Regions from separate parts of the Rattus norvegicus genome. Here region 2 is linked to region 1. Evidence: chromatin contacts called from public Hi-C data. All regions are on one chromosome and are shown on one strand. Each heading gives the region's core, a stretch centred on a gene start, on an enhancer-like site or on the middle of the called end of the contact. The rest is flanking DNA. Distances are from core to core; before and after follow the strand shown.

What was found. A called contact is a pair of places that touch in the nucleus more often than the background predicts.
Region 2: a Hi-C map of liver shows a contact between it and region 1, with 4 times the contacts expected there. The contact joins the enhancer-like site here to the promoter of Fbxo34 in region 1. A contact is called at or near these places in 11 of 12 Hi-C or Micro-C datasets (the A7r5 cell line, the Rat2 cell line, Schwann cells and 6 more) and 1 of 1 datasets of contacts at active chromatin or transcription factors (oligodendrocytes).

The regions. Positions count from the first base shown.
Region 1 is chr15:23,196,447-23,200,619 of GRCr8, forward strand. Fbxo34 (F-box protein 34) reads left to right here and starts at 2,657. Exons shown (of 2, transcript NM_001107257.1): 1 at 2,657-2,890. The coding sequence starts at 2,748.
Region 2 is chr15:23,269,754-23,273,634 of GRCr8, forward strand. No RefSeq gene overlaps it. Among named protein-coding and RNA genes, the nearest start is that of Atg14, 35 kb to the right of the region's middle. Within about 2 kb of position 2,273, at least 3 of the 93 cell types and tissues checked have an H3K27ac peak or open chromatin away from gene starts, as enhancers often do. A contact at or near this core is called in liver, where this site is marked.

The DNA.
Region 1 (4,173 bases), core at 1,407-3,906:
AACATAGGGCTTTGTTTTTCTTTTAAGAATCTGATACTGCATCTAGGGAGATGGCTAAGTGGGTAAAACATCTTGCTGCAGAAGTCTCATGACCCGAGTTCCATCCCTGAAGCCTACACTCCTACACACAAAGCCTTGTGCTGCTGAGCGACTGAACCAACCGAAGACTCCGCCTCAGTGGGAAAGGCTCATCCCAAACGCCAGGCGGCACCGTTGGATGTGCTGGGGCTCCGGATGCAAAGGTGCTGAAAACCATCATCCACCTGAACTTCCGGTCTACTTCCTGGTTGTAGTTGCCAGCTACCTCATTCACTGCCATAAGCCCCACCCCCTTTAATGAAAACATCTTGCTTTATTCATTTTGTTGTATATTTTATGAGTGCTTTGCCTGCATCTGTATCTGCGCATCACATCTGCCTCGTGCCGTAGGAGGCCAGAAGAAGGTGCCAGAGCCCCCGAAGCTGTAGGTTACAGCAGGGTGTGAGCTGCGGTGGTGGGTGCTGGGAGTCAATCAAACTCAGGTCCTCTGTGAGAGCAGCAAGTGCTCTTAACCACTGAGCCATCTCCCCAGTCCCACAGAATAAGCCCTTCATTTCTTTTTCTTTTTTTTTTTTTTAATTTCTTTTTTTTCCGGAGCTGGGGACCGAACCCAGGGCCTTGCGCTTCCTAGGCAAGCGCTCTACCACTGAGCCAAATCCCCAGCCCCAAGCCCTTCATTTCTTAATCAAGTATTTTGATCACCACAGTAAGAAAGTAACCGATGCAGCCCAGTAGGCCTGGTATATGCTACGTAGCCCAGAGTGGCTTTGAACTGCCAGCAACCTCTTGTCTCAGCCTCTCAGATTCAGGGATTACATAAGCTACCACGCTTGGCTTATTTTTATATTTAGAAATTGTAAGTGTGTGTGTGTGTGTGTGTGTGTGTGTGTGTGTGTGTAGTCATATATCCCAGCCCACATGCAAAGGACCAGGAGTCAGTTCTCTCACAGCGTGAGGTGGGTCGTGGGAATTGAACTCAGGTTGTCAGGTTTGATGTCCACCACCTCCATCTGCTGTAGCATCTCACTGGTCCTATTCCTACATTTTGATTCTTTAAGACTTCTCGTACATGCCGTACATATATGTTTCACAAAAGTTTTTTTTCTCCTGTTTCTCAGGTTGTTAAAAAAATTATTTTATGTGCATAGGTGTTTTGCCTGCACGTGTGTGTACCAGATCTGTGTCTGGTGACCAAAGAGGGCATTGGATCCCCTGGGACTAAAGTGACAGATAATTGTGAACCACTGTGAGAGTGCTGAGAATCGAACCTGGGTTCTTTGGAAGAGCAGCCAGTGCTCTTAACTGCTGAGCCATTTCTCCAGCCCCTCCTTTTCATAAAGGGCTAGATAAAACCACACCTCCCAACCCACGTTTCTGATGCTAGGATTTGAACCCATGGCCTTTCACTTGATAACTTGTGCTCAACCCTTCAGCAACACCCCTGAAAGGCTCATAGTGACCAGTAACTTCAGATCCAGGGTACCTGACACTTTCCTGTTTCTTCAGGAACCCACGCATGTGACACAGACAGACAGACACAACACACACACACACACACACACACACACACACACACACACACACACACACTGCACCCCTAGAGGCAGGAGCTGATGCAGAGGCTAGCCCCTCCGGCTTGCTCAGCCTGCTTTCTCATCTGACCCAGAACTGGTAGCCCATGGATAGCACCATCCCCCATGGGCTAGGCCCTCCCCCATCAACAACTAAGAAAATGCCCACTGTTCCCTCCTCTCATATTACTTTAGCTTGTGTCAAGTTGACATAAAACTAGCCAGCACATTGTCCAATGTGGTTAAAATTATTCAAAGGAAACAATATTTTTTAAAGATTAAAAGGCCATTTATTGATTCAGCGGCTTGAAGTAGTTAAAGCCTCTTTTAATTCATTGATAAGCTTACAGGGCTCTTGTAGATTAGCAGTTCAACTTCAAAGTTTATGTACTTTCTGGTAGGTACTTCTGCCATAATTTCATGGAAAATATATTCTTTTGTAGTTTTAAAATTTTTTATGTATATAGTGTTTTGTCTGCCTATGTTTGCACACTACGTGCTTGCATTTGTGGAGGCCAGAAAAAGGCATCTGATTCCTTGAGATTCGAGTTACCAGACAAGTTGCGATCAGTCTTGAGGGTGCTGGGAACTGAAGCGAGTTCCTCTGGAAGAGCAGTCCGTGCTCTTAACAGAGGAGCCCCCGCTAATCTCAAACTTGCTTTGCTTTGAGGATGACCATGAACTTGTGGTCCACCTACAATTACCTCCCAAACTCTGGGTTCATGTCCAGTGTATAAATGACACCAGGGATCAAACTCAAGGCCATGGGCTTGCTAAGTAGTACATTTTACAAATTTGAAATAGAGCCATATGCTAGTGGTTAGACCAAGTTTAGGAGCAGGCATGTCGGATATCTAACAGTGTCAAATATATTAAGGCTTCTGGACTACCTGGGAGCATTAATGAACTTGTCACTCTAATCGTGCTCTAGGGTTAGGGTCCTTGCCATGTGGTGACATTCCAACTCCCGCAATGCTTCTCAGGGCTCACAGGCGCTTGTCCCGGCAGCTCCCACCTCTCCCCACAGCGCTCACGGCCGCCGGCAGGGGGCGCTGGCGCACTCAGGCTCCGCCGCCCCGCCCCCGGGCAACCGTCGATTGGGCCGGCGCGTGATGTCACGCCGGTTTAGCCAAACAAATGGGTTTCGGGGCGAGCGTTGGGCTCCGCCGCCCAGCGCTGAGCTCCTGGTCCGTCTCAGTCTCGGGGAGCGAGTCAGGCCTGCCGCCGCCTCATCGGGCTGCCGCAGCCCCGGGCCAGGCCCCGGCCGGGCAGACGCACAGGTGGGCCAGGCGGGGGCGCGGGGCTGCGGGGCGCGGGGCGGGCGGACACCGTGGCGGCTCCCGCTGCTTCCCGCGGCGGGGCCGGGCGTTGGGGGCGGGGACCGTGGCTCGCCGCGCTCGGGGTGCCGCCGCCGCGTCCTCCGGAGAGCCGTCCGCGCGGCCTGGCCCCGAGGTCGTGCGCCCGGCGGCTCCCTGGGCCCGGAGTCGGGCGACCGGAGCTAGGCCGCCGCGGGTGGGCTGCGTGCGGGGCGCGGGGCAGGAAGGGGGGGGGTCCTCGCTCAGGTGAGCGGCGCGTCTCTTCCTCCCTCCCCGGGGGGCCCTGGCGTGCGAGCCTGCGGCGGTGAGGTCACAGTACCGAGGCTCGGCGTGCGGGTGATGTCAGGGCTCTACCGAGATAGACCGTGATGTCACCGCAGGCCCCGAGTGGCGACCTTGGCGCGCGGAAGGGCTGGGAGGACCCGCGGGGAGAAAAAGGAAGTTCGGTCCTTGCAGATTTGAACCGAAATCGTGGGATCTCAGCTTCGTACAGTTTGAATGTAATAATTGTCAGGTGCTTAAACTTCGTTTCGGAAAGCATCTATAGTACAGTTTAAGGACGTTCAGCTTAGAAATAGAGAAATCACGGGGAGACCTTGGGGGGTGGGGCGTGGAAAGGGTATTGGGGTGTTCACTGTTAAGTGCCTTCAGGAAGCTAAACTCAGTTTGATGGGTTGATGTAGCAGTTGCTGGGGAGCGGTGCGCGGGGGCTGAACCAACTGGAGGGCTGATAATTCTGTTGGCTTTATCTTGGGGGGGGGGGTGCAGTGATCTGCTGCTTAGCCTTTTTGTTAGCGAATGGCCAAGGCAAGCAGATCTTGAATGAACTTTGTCTTGCAAAGAGGGGGAACTTGAATTAATCCAAATTCTCCTTAAATAATAATCACCTGATGATGTAATTTATCCAGGTGTTTTTTGCACACACACACCCCCCCCCCCGTTTCATCAGGGACATTTGGTTTTTTGTGATTATAACTCAGCGATAAGCCTTTTCTTTGCAACGCCCCACCCCCACCCCCCAAGACTGGGCTGTAACTTAATATAATAACACGTCTGAAGACTACTTTCCAGGTCAGGTGACTAAATTTTGTCGGTAGTGCTTCCGAATGTGAAATTATAAATTTTAGCAGGTGATTTTGTGAATGTTGCTTTCTCCCTGGCTTTGAAAGGATGGTTGACCTGCGTAGAAGGTGGTGTGCTAACCTGCTGGGGACATTCAGAAGGTCCTCTCATCCTTTCTTCCTTCT
Region 2 (3,881 bases), core at 1,023-3,522, 73 kb after region 1:
AACCTGAAGGGAACTTAAAGGACCTTTGCCTCTGGACATCGCTGATCCCGGGCAACCAGGCGTCTGGGGAAGTTCCTACAGGAGCTGTGGCTGCACCACTGCCTGCTCGACACTGCTGCTGCCAGCAGTACCCAGCAGCAGGCTGTGGGCAAATGCTTACGGTCTGGCCCTAGTCATCTCTGCAATGCGGACTTGGAGTGCCTGTTAGCCGTTTGAAGCCATTCAGACAGTCTGTATGTAAGTCCTCCCAGCTCTTTGCCACACCTTCAGCTGCCGCCATTTCTCTGACAGACTGGCTTTGTCTTTCTTCATCCACAGACTGCTTCATATATGCCATATGTCATTTGACACAAAACCCTTCTTCACACTGAACACCGCCAATAACGAGTCGATGCTGCCAACTGTCTACCAGACACGAAGTCCTGTAATCGAATGCTGAGCACACAGTGGAATCGTACCCCTCAAATTTGTTTCCTCGGGGTTCATGCAGGCTCATGTTAGAGTCTCAGAACTAATGACGTGCCGGTGTGGGAAGTGCACCATGCTTTCTGACACACCACTCCTAACTTCACGGAAGTTCATGGCCACAACTGATACTCGCAAAGGCTTGTGGGAAGAGCAAACATTGTGGTTAGGCACCTTTGGGGGCCTCAAGTTTATCTGTGTCTAGTTGTTGACGCAGAACCTTAAAGCTGTAGTCTCCCACTCTAGGTGGCCGGCCTTGTTACGTGTGGAGAACAGGGTCACTGGTTAGGAGCTGGGAAGTGAAGTGGAATGGGGCAGAGACTGCGCCCTCATGGAATAGAGGAAGAAACCCACTAAAAGCCAGGGAGGCGACAGCCTGCTATCTGGTAAAGGTGTTTGCCATGCAAATCTGGCAACCAGCGTTTGATCCCTGGGATCCACAGAAAGGCCAACAGAGAATGAACTCCACAAAGTTGTCTTCTGATCGCTGCAATGTTTGTTAAAGCACACACACTCCCTCTAATAAGAGTAATTTGGGGGCTGGGGATTTAGCTCAGTGGTAGAGCGCTTACCTAGGAAGCGCAAGGCCCTGGGTTCGGTCCCCAGCTCCAAAAAAAAAAAGAAGCCATGAAACCTTTCCCACCTTCTCTTAAGCCAGTGTTCTCAACCTTCCTATCGCTGGGAGCTCTAATACACTTTCTCACGTCGTGGTGAGCCCCAACCATATATATATATATATATATTTTTTTTTGGTTCTTTTTTTTCAGAGCTGGGGACCGAACCCAGGGCCTTGCGCTTCCTAGGCAAGCGCTCTACCACTGAGCTAAATCTCCAACCCCTCCCAACCATATTTTTTGTTGCTGCTTTGTAATTTTGCTAGTTATGAATTGTTTTTAAATTCTATTTTTAAGGGTTTGTGTTTTTTCCAAAGATGTATTTATATGAGTACACTGTAGCTGTCTTCAGCTACACCAGAAGAGGGCATCAGACCCCATTACAGATGGTTGTGAGCCACCATGTGGTTGCTGGGAATCGAACTCAGGACCTCTGGAAGAGCACTCAGTGCTCTTAACCGCTGAGCCATCTCTCCAGCCCGCTAGTTATGAATTGTAATGTAAATCTGTGTCTTAGGTGACCCCTGTGAAAGGGTCACTGACTGTCCCCCAGGCTGAGAACTGCTGTCCTAAGGTCTCTGAGTAGAGACAGGGGATTCTACAAAGGCATCTGTTCTAGAGGGTTGGTTTTTCTTCTGCTTTAGTAGTGGAGTCCAACCCAGGGCCACGCTAGGCAGACTGCTCCCCATTGAGCTGTTCCCCCACCCTTTTAAAGCTCGCCTTGTTGGGTTTAAAGCTTGCCTTGTTGGGTTCTAATTTAGAGACGGGTCTCAACTGTCTCAGGTTGACCTTGAGGTCATTCTACCTCAGCCTTTCCAGTGCTGGGTGAACTACCATGCTGGCTCCCCACTGGGTTTTCAGACAGGTTCTCATGATGGAACGTGGAGTACTGCCTCCTTCCAAGCACTGACATTAACAGGGATGTGCCATCACACAGAGTACAGATTGATTTTTTAAGTTGGGTTTACAAAAATGAAAACAAGTAGGCCCCTGAATGTTTCCTCTTTGAAATGGTGTGTGGGAACTGGTTTCTCAAGTAAGCACTGAGAGAAAGTGGCATATGCCCAAAATTACTCCTGAGAATATGGTGCCGACCACTTGGCAGAAGACAGCACGCTGTGTGCTGGCCAGGGAGGGTTGGCTGCTGAGGTAGGGCGGTGAGCAGTGCAGACACCAGGAAGAGCAGAGTCCACCTCCCGAACAGCAGGGCACACGATCTGCCATGCTCTTTAACTCACTTCCCTTCCTCTTCTGCACACTGAACCAGCACTGAATCTATGATCTGACACTGGCCTCCACTGTGTAGTATGAAAAGTTGATGTTCTTTTTTGAAAAAGTAGCCAGATAAAAAGTGGAAAGTTCTACTGTGGCATCACATGACCTGTCTGCACAGCCCTGTCTAGTTTGGTGGGAGCCTGGCCCACCCGGCCTTCCTTATTCTGGCCAAGCTGCTGGCCTACACTCGGCCCGTCCTCTGGAAGCCTGCATGCTGCAGGGAGTGTAGTCCTTGGCTCTGCTTTGGCCTTATTCTCCATCCCAAGCAGAGATGGGAGGCAGGCTGAACTGGGACCCATGGTATGAGCATCTCCATGACCATCAGTCTTGGCTCTGGCCTCCTTGAATCTGCTAGCAGATTCTGAAGAAATGACTACACTGTGAAAATAAGCAATTGCATATGTGCAATATCAGATGTGGACATGGGGATGTAACATCCCCAGTATTTGCCAAGCCCAGGGTAAGAACAATACCCACCTTCAGCCCACCCCGATCCCCTGTGCTCCTTTTCTTGCCCTCTGCAGAGCCTCACCTTCAAATACCTCAAGGGGGTTTGTTTTGTTGAGACAAGGCCTCACTAGTCTCCTTGGCTGTCCTGGAACTCACCATGTAGACCACCAGGCTCTCCTCTAACTCAGATATGCACTTCCCAGTGCTAGGATTAAAGGTATAGGCTGCCATGTCTAGCCAAACATTTAAGGCTCTTCTCTGTGGAGGACAAAGCACAAGGCTCATCCTGGAAGTGGGAGTCCCCAGGTGAGTCCAAGCCTTGCTTCACAAAGGCTGTGACAGAACCAAGAGGTGAGTATGGTGATGGGTCTGAGGGTCCACAGGCCTGAGACGGAATGGAAGAAACCCACTCGGGATCCTGGCCACAGAGCAGGAAGGAGGGGCAAGCAGGAGACAGCCCAAGAATGCCTCGTGTAGAATACACAAAGCAGGGATGTGGTCTGTGTGCCAGATACTTTCCCCAACTTAAAGCTCCTTAGAGGGCACTGGAGAATTCCCTCCTCGGTACCTAGAAGAAGGAACCGAGTGTCTAAATCTTAAGGCTCTTCAGAGGCCTTCAGTACTATTCTATATATCTATTTCCAATTCAGATAGGCAGTTTCTTTTAGTGAAAGCACGGACAGGTGACGTGTAAGTTCTATCATCCCCCTCTTCAGTGCAGCTCTACCTCATGATCGTCGGTCTGAAGAGCTGTAAAAGGCAGGCTGATGCAGTGGGCCTGAGCAGTACGCCGGGAGCAGACGCTCTACCAAGCTCCCAGGTGATGCTCACACTGTACTTAGAGGCTCATCCAGCAGGAATCAGGGAACGAGCAAGTAGCTTGGGCATGGCTGGGTGTTGGGGAAGCTCTCAGCTCTTAGGAACTTCTCTAAGGCCATCAGGAGGACAGAATTCACTGAAACCGTCACCAGCAGCACTCACCAGAAAGCATGGATTTCCCTGTCAACACCAGATGGCCTCCTTACTGGTCATATGCCTTGCCCCCGCCCCGTCGACACTGACCATACACCGGGGATG